2 separate regions of the Mus musculus genome follow, and region 2 is linked to region 1. Evidence: chromatin contacts called from public Hi-C data. All regions are on one chromosome and are shown on one strand. The core of a region is the stretch at or near the end of the contact, and the rest is flanking DNA. Distances in the headings are between cores, read along the strand shown. Region 1 overlaps Aff3 (AF4/FMR2 family, member 3). Region 2 overlaps Aff3 (AF4/FMR2 family, member 3).

What was found. Hi-C and Micro-C count contacts between places; a contact is called where the count stands out from the background.
Region 2: a Hi-C map of olfactory sensory neurons shows a contact between it and region 1, with 2.2 times the contacts expected there. The contact joins two enhancer-like sites. A contact is called at or near these places in 4 of 39 promoter capture datasets (the 3T3-L1 cell line, 3T3-L1-derived adipocytes and hippocampal neurons) and 13 of 484 Hi-C or Micro-C datasets (the 3T3-L1 cell line, 3T3-L1-derived adipocytes, brown adipocytes and 8 more).

Annotation. Positions count from the first base shown.
Region 1 is chr1:38,304,870-38,310,690 of GRCm38.p6, forward strand. All of the region lies in intron 8 of Aff3 (AF4/FMR2 family, member 3), which reads right to left. Among named protein-coding and RNA genes, the nearest start is that of Gm16150, 88 kb to the left of the region's middle. Within about 2 kb of position 3,497, at least 88 of the 459 cell types and tissues checked have an H3K27ac peak or open chromatin away from gene starts, as enhancers often do. A contact at or near this core is called in cerebral cortex and olfactory sensory neurons, where this site is marked.
Region 2 is chr1:38,391,355-38,397,175 of GRCm38.p6, forward strand. The region is part of intron 5 of Aff3 (AF4/FMR2 family, member 3); the gene reads right to left. Among named protein-coding and RNA genes, the nearest start is that of Gm16150, 170 kb to the left of the region's middle. Within about 2 kb of position 3,372, at least 74 of the 459 cell types and tissues checked have an H3K27ac peak or open chromatin away from gene starts, as enhancers often do. A contact at or near this core is called in cerebral cortex and olfactory sensory neurons, where this site is marked.

The sequences.
Region 1 (5,821 bases), core at 2,247-4,746:
GGTTAGAGATAAAGGACAAGCAAACAGTCCCGAGCTGTCAGTTAATATTTTTAACCCGAAAGAAAGAAAAATCCATCTTCTCGCTTCACAGCCAATCTGTGTTTTTCAAACAGTGCAGATTCCTCTCCATATCAAGTGTCAGATCAGTTTCTGCTTTTTAGCACAAGACAAATAAAAAGTTATCCACGAAGTTTCAAGGGCATCTTAGAAATGAGAGCTGAAGTTTAGTACCTTTCCTTGCTATCCAATTGGCAGAGCATCTTGCAAGAAAGACAAAACCTGCAATTAATAAACCGAGTCCCAGGGTTTCAGGATCTTCACATTCCACTTCCTCCCTTCCTGGATAAGTGGAGCCGCACAGATACAAAGAACAGTCTCTCTCTCTCTCTCTCTCTCTCTCTCTCTCTCTCTCTCTCTCTCTCTCTCCCTCCCTCCCTCCCTCCCTCCCTCTCCCTCCCTCCCTCCCTCCCTCCCTCCCTCCCTCTCTCTGCCCCCTGGCCCGGCCAATATTCAGGCTCAAGACTCCATGAAACAGATATTTTCCATTCTATGACCTCAGTTTTAGGAATTCGTTTTTTTTTTTTTTTTTTTTTTTTGCTTCTTCTTCTCCAGAATCTAGTTATTTTACTTGGCAGCTTTCCAGCTTTCATTCTTTCTTTCTGTCTCTTTCTCTCCCTCTCTTCCACTCTCCACTTATCATTCATTCCTATTCATCAGTGCTTTGAAGACACTCGAGTCAAGAGTCTCGATGTGATGTCTGCAGGGTGTTAGAATTAGTAAGTGAAACTAATGGGATTTCCCACTAAATTTGAATTTTATGTAAACAACAAATAATATTTTTTTGCATATGTATGCCCTAAATATTGCACAGAACACACACTGAAAATTATTCCTTGTCTATCTGAAATTCAAATTGAACTGGGTGCCTTGTATTTTATCTGGCATCTCTACTCAGAGGTTGAAGAGAGGCATCTATTTACACCTCCCAGAGGAGGGGAACTTTCCTACAGACCTTCCTCCTGAATGTTCCTGGCCTCGAAAGCTTTCCACAGCTTCCCTTTATTTTAACTGTGGCCTACGTGCTGGATTGCGAGCTCCCCAGGGCAGAGAGCAGCATGGCATGGGCAGGGTCCATCGGAGGCACTAGGGTCTCGCACAGCACCACCCAAGGTCAGCATTTGCACAAATGCCTCCCAGGTAACAACAGACCCCAGTGCTGCTCCCAGCCATGCAAGCTGGGTCTGAGCTGATGATTTATTCAAGCACTGAGCATCAGTTTGGAATCTTCTCTGCTCAGTTCTTGTTCAGAGGCACTTGGCACGATCAGTAACAGTGACGATTAAAAACTCTGGTTATTTAGAGACATGTCAATATTCATCGTCTTACGAATATGCTGAAGTCTAGTGACCAGGACAGGTCATCTACAGAGGTGTCCTGAAAAGCATGGCTCCAGGAGTCAAACCAGGCCGAATCCTGGCTCAATCACAAACCTCTCACGCATGGATGCCTGTGCTTTGCCCATGTCATTTCTACACTCTTGGGGTGGGGACCTTCTCAGCACACTAAAAAGGGGGGCGAGGGGCACAAGATAGGGAAGACTCCCCATTTTTGAAGATGGCTTTAAAAAAAAGAAATTTTGTCTTGTGGTCAAATGAATGATTTTTCCTCAAATCTATAAATATTTTCCATCTGTATTTTCTATGTTTACTGATTTGAAAAATATTTCCAGAGTATATAGTTTCTGAAATTTTTATCATATTGGTCTAAGAAGCAAAAGTTTATGGTTATTATTTCTACTCAATTATTGCCTATTTTTCTTGTTTTACTTCTAATATTCTATTTATTCCTGGAGATTCAAAACAAACACACACATAAAACCACCCCAATATTCCTTCTGTCCTCTATGCCCTTAAATATAAGTGATCCAGTAGATATAATCAGTCTTGTAATTTTTGGGTCAAACAAATCTCCAAGTGAGATCACTCAGTGGCTCTGCGTCTTTCTGAAATTACTCCCTTTCTGTTGCTATAACGAAATACCCCAGCTGGAAAACCTTTCAACGCTTAGAGGCTGGCTTGGGTCCAATTCCTAGAGGGCTCTGGTGTTGGGTTGGCTTTGGTGAGGACCTGGAGGCAGAAGGTGCTAACGTAAGAATCAGTCACATCACAAAACTAAAAGCCAGAGAGGTTCAGGAGTCAGGCTCAGGGTTTACAATGCCCAAGAAACCAGCAACCCCAAGGAACTGAAGACTCTACGCCAGGCTCCATCTCTTATGTTAAATGTCCCTTAGCTCACTTCTGTATAGCCACACCGGACATCCAGCCTCACAGAGCACATCCAAACCACTGGACATGCCTGGAGACCACTTCAGGTGTCAATTCCCGTTTGTATTTTTAATGTAATCCAGTGCCCATGGACAAAGTGCGTTCGAAATCCCTGAAGGCTAGGGATGGCTCCGTGGATAAGGACCCAGGCTGCTTTTCCAGTGGTTTCCAGCACACATACCGTGGCTTACAACTGCATGTTACTCCAGCTCCAGGAGATCTGACGCCCTCTTATGGCCTTTCTGGGCACTGCATGCACATGGTGCCGAGACATACATGCTGGTAAACACGCATACGGACAGTAAAACGACAAAACAAAATCCAACAACACTGGTCTGTCTATTGCATGTGTACATGTGCTCGCTGGGCTACTACTTCTTCTTCTATAAAATGGAGGTGCTATGTCTACTCTGTGAAGATTCTGAGCTACCTCACCCCCCTTGCAGCTTCAGTTCACATTCGTTTAAATAACACAACTGGTCCGTGCACTTAGCATAAGTATGCCAACTTGTGGTCACTAAATACTCGCTTTTATTGCCTGAATGCTTGAAATTCCATACAGTCCTTATTTTTTAAATATGCAAAGTATTGAAAAAGAAAACAACCTAAAAAGGTGAGTGTACGTAGGCATGTGTGTAAAATTTCAGTCATCTGCCCTAACCATGTACTTCAGCCATGTCAGACTAGAGGTGGAAGTGGGTAATTCTCTATGGCAGAACCCTAGCTGCAGCGGCCAATGCATTTTACATTCTCTGTGAGATCTGGGAGGCATGGCTTCACTGTGGTGGCCTGTGCCAGCAGCAGAGGCCCTCTGAGGTGAGCAGGTGGGCTGAGGCTGGGAACCCACTTGCTGGGAGGAGAATTCCAGACTTCTGCTTAGTTCTGCCCACACTGTAGGCTCCCGCAGGGCAGGCACTAAGGCCTGGGGCCCGGCTTTCCTTGTATCCTCACAGGCCCTCCAGAGGCCTTTCTCTTGTCAGTAGGTGGGAGATGAAGACTGAAAGAGCTTTTTAGGGAACTATCAGCCCTTTGTTTAGAAATGGCATTTCTTCCTTAAGGACTGCTCTTCTCTTCAGAGGTCTCCAGTGCCAGGCCACAGACCTAAAGCAGTGCCTGTCAGCGGCTTTAGAGCCGGGCAACCAGCCAGACTCCTGGTGCTGCTGCCGCCAACTGTGAAGCCTCAGGGAGCCTGCTCAGTGCTTGGTGATACAGTGGTAATGTACCTCATCAGACTGCCCTGTGGACTGAATGCAACAATGTATCCAGTTGAGCGCCTGGCACAGAACAGGTATTTAATCTGGGGAAATATCTCAGGTGCCAGGTGTACAGATAGGATACCAGTGATAAGGGGCAAGGGTGGATTCAGTTTGTAACCACTTCAGCTGTGCATTTCAGAGGTTCCCATCTTAGACTGTGTGGAAGAGAGAACACATTCAGCTCACAGTGATAGACAGTAAGAGAAAGTGCACAAAATGCCCAGTGAATGTGTTCCAATCATTGCTGGGTTCTTCTACCAATTTATTTACTCGTACAAGGACTTTGGCACTGTGTAAATACAATGTTCTGAATGCAGGGGAGGCTCCTACAAACAAGCACGGAGAGGAAGCTGTGGGGAAGGCAGGGCTGTGCCAGGAGAAAACAAAACCAATCCATTAATGTCAGACGATATTTACTGTTGGTAACAGTCAGTAAATGTGGTAACAAGAAACAGATTCCTTCTACAGCCAAAGGTCTCCTCCAAAAAAAGGGGGAAAGAAGTTAGCATCTGCTAAGGTCACTGAGAACACAGAGCAACTGAAGTTTGCCAGGACAGGCTCTGTGCACTGGAAGGGCTCATGCCTTCTTCTAGAACTTGTGGGTTGCAACTCCATTCTTGGTCAAACGACCCTTTCATGGGGGACCCTTAAGATCACCGGAAAACACAAATATTTACATTATGATCCCCAACAGTAGCAAAATTACAGTTATGCAGTAGCAATGGAAATAATTTTGTGGTTGGGGGATCACCATAGCATGAAGAACTGTATTAAAGGGTCACAGCAGTAGGAAGGTTGAGAACCACAGCTCTAGAGACCACCCACTGTAAGCACAAGCTCATCACTAGCTGTGTATCTGGTCTTTTTAGGGGTCACTAGAAACTTCCTCCTACCGTAAAACAGGGCCCGAGCAGCTCCATCACAAGCCCGTGAGACTATCCTACAATCTTCTGGGTTTCAATTCTTTAACTGAAAACTATGTGGGTCCGATGAAGATACTTTTGAGTCCCCTGGGGTTGGGTTTTAGGGCTGTGTTCAGGCCCATCCTGTTCCAGCTCTGTGCAGAGCAAGGGCTCGGGAGATGGCCCAATGGATAAAGTACTTGTGCAAGTGTGAGAGGCTAAGCTGTAATACCCAGAACTCAGGCCAAGCGGGATGCAGGAGCAGACATCTGTAATCTCAGCGCACCTAGTGCGAGATAGGAGGCAGGTTCAGGAGAATCCCTGGAAGTCTTCTAAGGAAACCAAGTCTTTACAAGCTGGCCAGCCTTGCATAGGCAGAGGCAAACAACAACAGGGAAGAGAAGTACGAGGCTCTAGAGAATCAAACAGAGGACATGGGAATGGACGCCTCCATTTTGCTAGAGGCTTCTCTACCAGCCCTTGGGTCAAGCCTCCAACCAGGTGTAGGATCACAGAAGACATAGTCTTGTTCTAGAAGGGCAAACCTTATTGGCATTCCTACATGAACAGGAGAGTTGAACCAAGGTGATCTAACACCCGACCTCCCTCTTGGGCAAAATGGACAACAACCCTGGCATCTTTTCTCCTCCACCAGCCATGTTGACTAAGCCGTGCACGCAGGCTGCTCATGGCAGTCTCTGAGAGATGCCCCCTCATTCCTTCACAGACCTGCATCTACCTTGGGCTTCTGTATGATGTCTGAGGGGGTCTGGGAGTACTTATTTTTCATCCTTGGTATTTGAGAGTGGGGGAAGCAGGACCTGGCCAGCCTTTTCCAGCAAGGGCTGTTTCGTTAGCTTTCTCAGCTTTCTAGCTAACAGGATCTTGGCGAATCACTTACACAGATACAGAGAAGAGGTCTCCAGGGACAGACACCTAATAAGCTAAAAGATCGGACATAATTCATCATTTTACACACGTATTGCCACAGCCAAAATAAATACTACCATGGTTTCAAGTTTCTCAGTGAAAAACAAAATCTTTTTTCTTTTCTTTTCTTTTCTTTTTTTTTTCCCTGAGGGGAAACCATTTTCCAATAGACTTTGATCAACTTCCAGATGCTATTAGCTGACCAGTTTGTGTAACCCGATTATTATATGCATATGTATCAATGACACGTTTCTTGATACATTGAACAATCATTTCCTCCGTACCTAACATTTTTAAGGTAATTCTGCTATGAGCATGGAAAATTGCCATCCTTGAACAAGCTACCCCTTCTGGCTCAACAGCATGCTGCACACAGGCACGCAGGCTCAGTCAGACTGACTCTTCCCTA
Region 2 (5,821 bases), core at 2,122-4,621, 86 kb after region 1:
AATTGTTGTTTTCTATTTCCCAATTTTTCATTTGCCTTATGGTTCCCATCTCTAGTGCAATAACCCGTGTTACTCTGCATGCTGTAAGAACAGCCCATTAGGGCATGGTGGCACACACCTTTAATCCCAGCACTTGGGAGGCAGAGGCAGGCGGATTTCTGAGTTTGAGGCCAGCCTGGTCTACAGAGTGAGTTCCAGGACAGGCGGGACTATACAGAAAAACCCTGTCTCAAAAAAACAAAAAACAAAAGAATAGCACATTAATGGTATCAAATGAATACCTTGTTTTAAAGTTCTACTATCTGTGCTGTAGTAGATTTTGGTGGGGACCACTGCTTTGCCTCTTCCAAAAAAAAATATATATTTTTTTCTTTTTGGATGCGTCTGCACACCCACTCTTCTAAACAACCATCCTGGCAGTGTCATTAGATACTGATGTAAACAAATTCCATGCTGTGCAGTGAAATGCTCCTCCAGTGGCCTTGGTTTTGTTCTTTATTTGGAGGTCTGTGTTCATGTATCCAGGAAGTGAGGTACACGTGAGTTCCCCTGGGACTTGCACTTTGTCTCCCCCCTTTGCAAAGCTCTTCTACTTTATACCCTACTATGTTTTTTGACTTTGTGTTCAAGAACGGAGTCAGGGAAGAAAGATGGTGTCTATGCTCTGATTGCTACTCGGGCTTCCACTGGGGTCCTGACAGGGCATCCCTCTTGAGCCTTCTAGCCCATTGGCCATTGCACAAATCCCTACCCTTCCCCAAGGAGTAGCACTTTAGCTTCCTCCTGTCCTCCCCTGGTCAGCGAGGCTTCCAGCAGGGTCCCTCATGATGCATTTCTGGTACGCCTGCTTTTGTGCCCCGGGGCTGAGAGAAGGTGAGTGTATGTTTTGGCAGAGGCTGTAGCTGCTGTAGCTGTTGCTCACTCCCCTCCTCTGTAGAGGGATGCAGCTCTGCAGGCTGACCTTCTGTGTCCTTCCTGTAAGCTGAGACTCTGATCAGGAAGAGAGGCAGGGTACATGGGTCTGTCTGGATGGATGTTCATAGGTGAGGTCAGGATTCTCCCAGGTCTCCCCTACAGGTGCCAGGTAGAGACAAAACCTGCCAGAGGGGGCGAACCTACTAGCATGAATTGTTCATGGCTGTGAGCCTACCTTTAACCTTTAGCAAGTATTTCAGTTTCTAGTTGGACTTCTCATAGGTATCATGGCCTTGATTATTCTCTCATGTAAGTAACACCCAGGTCTCGTGTTGTCCTGAAGCGCCCCCTGCCCCCAACATACACACACTCTATAGCTTGAGCTGTTTGCTCTGCAACTTGAGGTCTTCTGAGTTTTGTGAAAGTCACTGATGTCCTGGTCCTCTGTCATTTTCTCTCACAGTGGGGCCAGTGTTCCTAAAGGAAGTCAGCTCTAAGCTACAAGATGATTAATATTTTAGGGAGAACTTTCTCAAGTTCTGTGCAGTTAATTCTACACCTAGTGAGACACACTGACCACTGTTGTGCTAGAAAATAAAACTCATCAAGAGACCCTGCTTCCAATGCTGGGTATTTCATGCACTGTTCTTCGTGTTTCAAGTAAACACAGGTTAACATCATGAACGATTCACACAGATGAGACCTTCCACCAAAGACCAAGCCAAGCTTGGTAATTTTGGACACTGTTTAGTTCCTACAAAGACATGAATTTTCTACATGTAAACTTCCACTTCTTCCTTCAGAGACAAAAAGCTATCAACCAACTGCTTATCAAACAAATGGCCCACCAGGGGGTGCAGTCTGCACTGGTTTCTGTTGTGGTCGCTCACTGTATGGACCTGAACTGTGGCAAAACCACTTTAAGAAGTGACTCAGAACATTCTACTGCTCCAAGAAAGACTATTCTTTGTGTTTTATTGTTTGACAAGCAATTTCAAAAGATTTTTTTTTAACACTTTTGTCTTACAAATTAGGGCCAAGTTGTAAAGAAACTAAGCAAGTATTTAAATTCCTCAGGGAAGTTCATACTAATGTTAAGTCTTTCCTATAATCAGTAATACTTTAGCAAAAAAAAAAAATTAGCAAATATCCTAGAACTATATGTTCTATACTGAGATTTCAAGTCAGCGTCATTTCTAACAAATCTGAAACGTCATTTCAACAGTAAGAACGAAGGCAGCTAACGGCTGTCAGTTCCAAAATAAAATGTTTGTTCTAGTCACAGGTTTACAGAGCTCTCCTCCAGAAGCACATGTAATGAATGAAGACACGCTGTTAGACATGCTGATTCACTGGGACACGTGAGTTCGAAAATGTATCTAGCAGGAGCCGTTCCAGGCATATGCAACAGTGGATGAGAACAGCGGCTTTCCCTGGGAAAATGAGTGTGCCCCACACTGCAGTCTGCACTGGCTCTAAGTCACATGCTCAGTAAGCTACTGCTTAAGGCAGACTCAGCTGGAAACTCTTCCCCTGGCAGCCAGGAGGGCGGTGGCTTCTGCACTGCAGTCCCACCTGCTGGGTCCTTACTCTGGGTCTTTGCCTTCTCCTCCCCCTGAGATCCAGTGCTGCTCTTCCTGAGGTGACAAGGGGACTACCGTGTACCACAGGGCTCCCAGAGAGTAGTAACCACCCAGGCCATTGCAAAAAAAAAAAAAAAAAGAAAAAAGAAAAAAAAAAGTCTGGCATTTTGAGGTGTGTTGTTAAATAACTGATTATGTATGCTCCAGGCTGACACACAGGGACTATCAAAGTGTCTCTCTGCTTGCACAGTTCCTTCATGGGGTGGCTTAGACATCCAAAGCCTCGGTCCTATACTTCAGGAACAGTTAGCAGCCCCCTCCTACCCTCCACAAACAGAAACAGTCAAAGCAGCCATGATGTGTCTTCTTCAGGCTGAAGGGAGTGAGGTAGACTAGATCCAAGGGTCTTGAGGTACTTGCGCAACAGTCAGTCGGATGTTTAAAAACATGCGATTGGTTTTTGTTTTGTTTTGTTTTTTTAACACAGTTGTTCCTGGGTAGCCACTGGGGATTGGTCCCCTGAAGGCATGCAGATCTGTAAATGCTCAAATCCTTTGTGTAACACGGTACGGTTTTTGTACAAAACCTACAAATGCCTTCCCATATGGTTTATGTCATCTCTAGATGACTAGAATACCCAACACAATGTGTTGAACAATGACTAGTGACATGGAGCAAGTCTAAGCATGTAAGCACAGATGTGGACATACTAGGTCTCACATCATGGCTCAGCACTGAGGCACGAGGCAGCGGACACCACACTTGAATCGCTGGAGAGAGCCTGGGATCTGTGAGGAGGTGGAGGCTGCAGGGGCCACACCCACACATCACACACACTCAGCGACAGCCTTGGCACACCATTCAGACTGTGGAGCTGCTTTCAGGACTCGTTCCTATGCTCCACAGGCCTGGGGAGCCTGTGGGAACAGAGGACTGGCTGTACTCTGCAGGGTATAAAAGAGCCCCAGGCTGCACAGTGGGAGACCTCAGTTTAAACTCTGCTCTGTGTGCTATGGCCTCTACCTCTCTCTTTCTACCTGGAAGACAGGGAGGGCACTACAATGAGGGAACACGGGTAACTCATGTGAAGGACACCCCAGCAGCACATGTTAAGCCAGGCTGCAGGGAATAGTGGAATAATTGAAGCATACTTCCAATCATGGAACTTGTTTAGCCTCGGATATTTCCTTTCATGTTTATGGGTAAAGGGTTCAGGACATGTCCTCTGAAGGTCTGTGAGTTTTCCTGACACTAACACAGTAGGCTTTGGGTGGAGGGATTTTCAAACCCAAATGATTGCTAATCTTGTTTCTTAAATATTCCTTCTGACTTACTACTTTGTTCTCTGGCCCTTTAGTTGAGTTTCCTGTAGAGGCATGTGCTTTTGCTTTTGATGTGGCACATACTTGAAAAAAAAAAACCTTATTAAACAGAGGAGCCCCATGGCACCTGGAGCTGACGCTCCATCCCCGGCCTACTCCGAACAAGTCTCCCTTTGTGTTCTTTTGTGCTAAAGTGATTAATCATCTTACCATCCAAGGGCTGCTGACAATCTTTCTAGATGATTCCGGCTACCGTGACCTCCACCCCCACCCCCCAGCATCAGCACTTGTCTCTCACACTCCTGGAACCTCTTCTTTATTCACACACAATGGGCCGGCTCCTCCTTTCATACAACAATAACCAGCTACGTTTACATCTCGCCTTTTTCCCTCCCGAGTTCGGGGCTCAGGTCAGGCAGGATGTAGTGATGACTTCAATGAGCAGGCAAGGAAATGAAAAGTTAAAAAGTCAAGATGATGAAGCCTGTTGGCAGAGCGGAGGGGGGCTCTCTCCCTAATGGAAGGGGACCTGTTGTGGCTTCTTTTCTGGGTTACATCATTCTCAGAACACACGATGCCTGGGGATTCTTTTCTCCATCTTCCCCTTTCCTCTGGTGAGCATCAACACTCTTCTGAGGCTCTGTATTTGAAGACCATGGAGGTCAGCCTTGGCCTCACCAGGCCCTTAATCTCTAATTTGGTTTTCTGAGACATGGCTGAGGTAGGACTCAGGAGCTGATCATTTAAAAACAAGTGTTCAACAGCAATTCTTGCTAACTTTAAACTTTAAAAAGCCCATCTGTTTTGTCCTCTTACAAGTACATACTGTTAAAATGAATTTTAAATGCATATTTAAAGAAATGACCCCACATATAAATTATTCCTTGAGATGGAAAAGCTAAACTTGGAGAGGAGACAAACATATGTAAGTAGTCTGAAACATGCTCATTAGGATGAAATACCACGGTGATTTCAAGTGTGGAGTTCATATCTGCAACAAATCTGTACTTGAAAATATTTACAGGTAGCCAAAGCCTAGAGTTTTAAACTGTTGTGTCATAGACTGATAATAAGAATGAAGTTTTTTTTTTTTTTTAAAACCCAGGGCTTTCTGTATCAGAGGCAGGGAATGAGTTTATCCTCTGCCCCCTCTGTTCTTGATATTTTAAAGCCAATTTCAGAAAAAATTGGCTTTCTAAGTTTTTTTAGTTCAAATGAGCTAAATATCTGTAAGATCAGATAGGTAAAGAATGATGCCTTATTTAAAATATATAATAGTTCCCAGAATAGATGCTCTCATCTTTCAAGTCTCTATCTCTTCTATCGTCAAGCTATCATTATCTATGTTAGAAATTATTTTTCAGAGATCTGTGTGCATACAATGGTAATTTGCATCAAATCAATGTAATTCCACAACCCTCAATTTGGAAAAAAAAAAAGTAACAGAGAACACTGTGTGTGGTTTTCATAATAAATACAAGTTTTAAATATGAGCCTTGAGCTGATCACTCTGGGTGGATGTTTTAATTTTTTTGAGAGACGTTTTGCATAGACCACATTAGCAGTGAAATCGCTTTGACTTGCAGCCCTTGATTCTACAGTAGCAACATGCTAATTAACCAAATTATCCTTGCAAACTTATTATCTTGATTTCTCCAACTTGTAAAATTCATTATCTATCAAAATGAAAAACCCAATCTCATAAAAGACAATCAAGACGCAGGCGGCAGATACAAAAGGCCCAGGCTTTCCTGATGTGCTGCAGTAACAGCCAGATTCTCTTCCACTTCTGACCACCAATCACTGGCAGTAAACTTTCATCTCTGTTTACCATGTGGTGTGTGATACGGCGGTGCTGGTAGTCCCCAGAGAAGTAATGTTTTAAGGGAAAAACCACCTCAAGTGTTTTTGCTATAGTTCTGGAAGACAGTATGAAGATCAGGAACAAGTAACAAGCATTCATTCACTCATTCATTCATTCATTCATTCATTCATGCATGC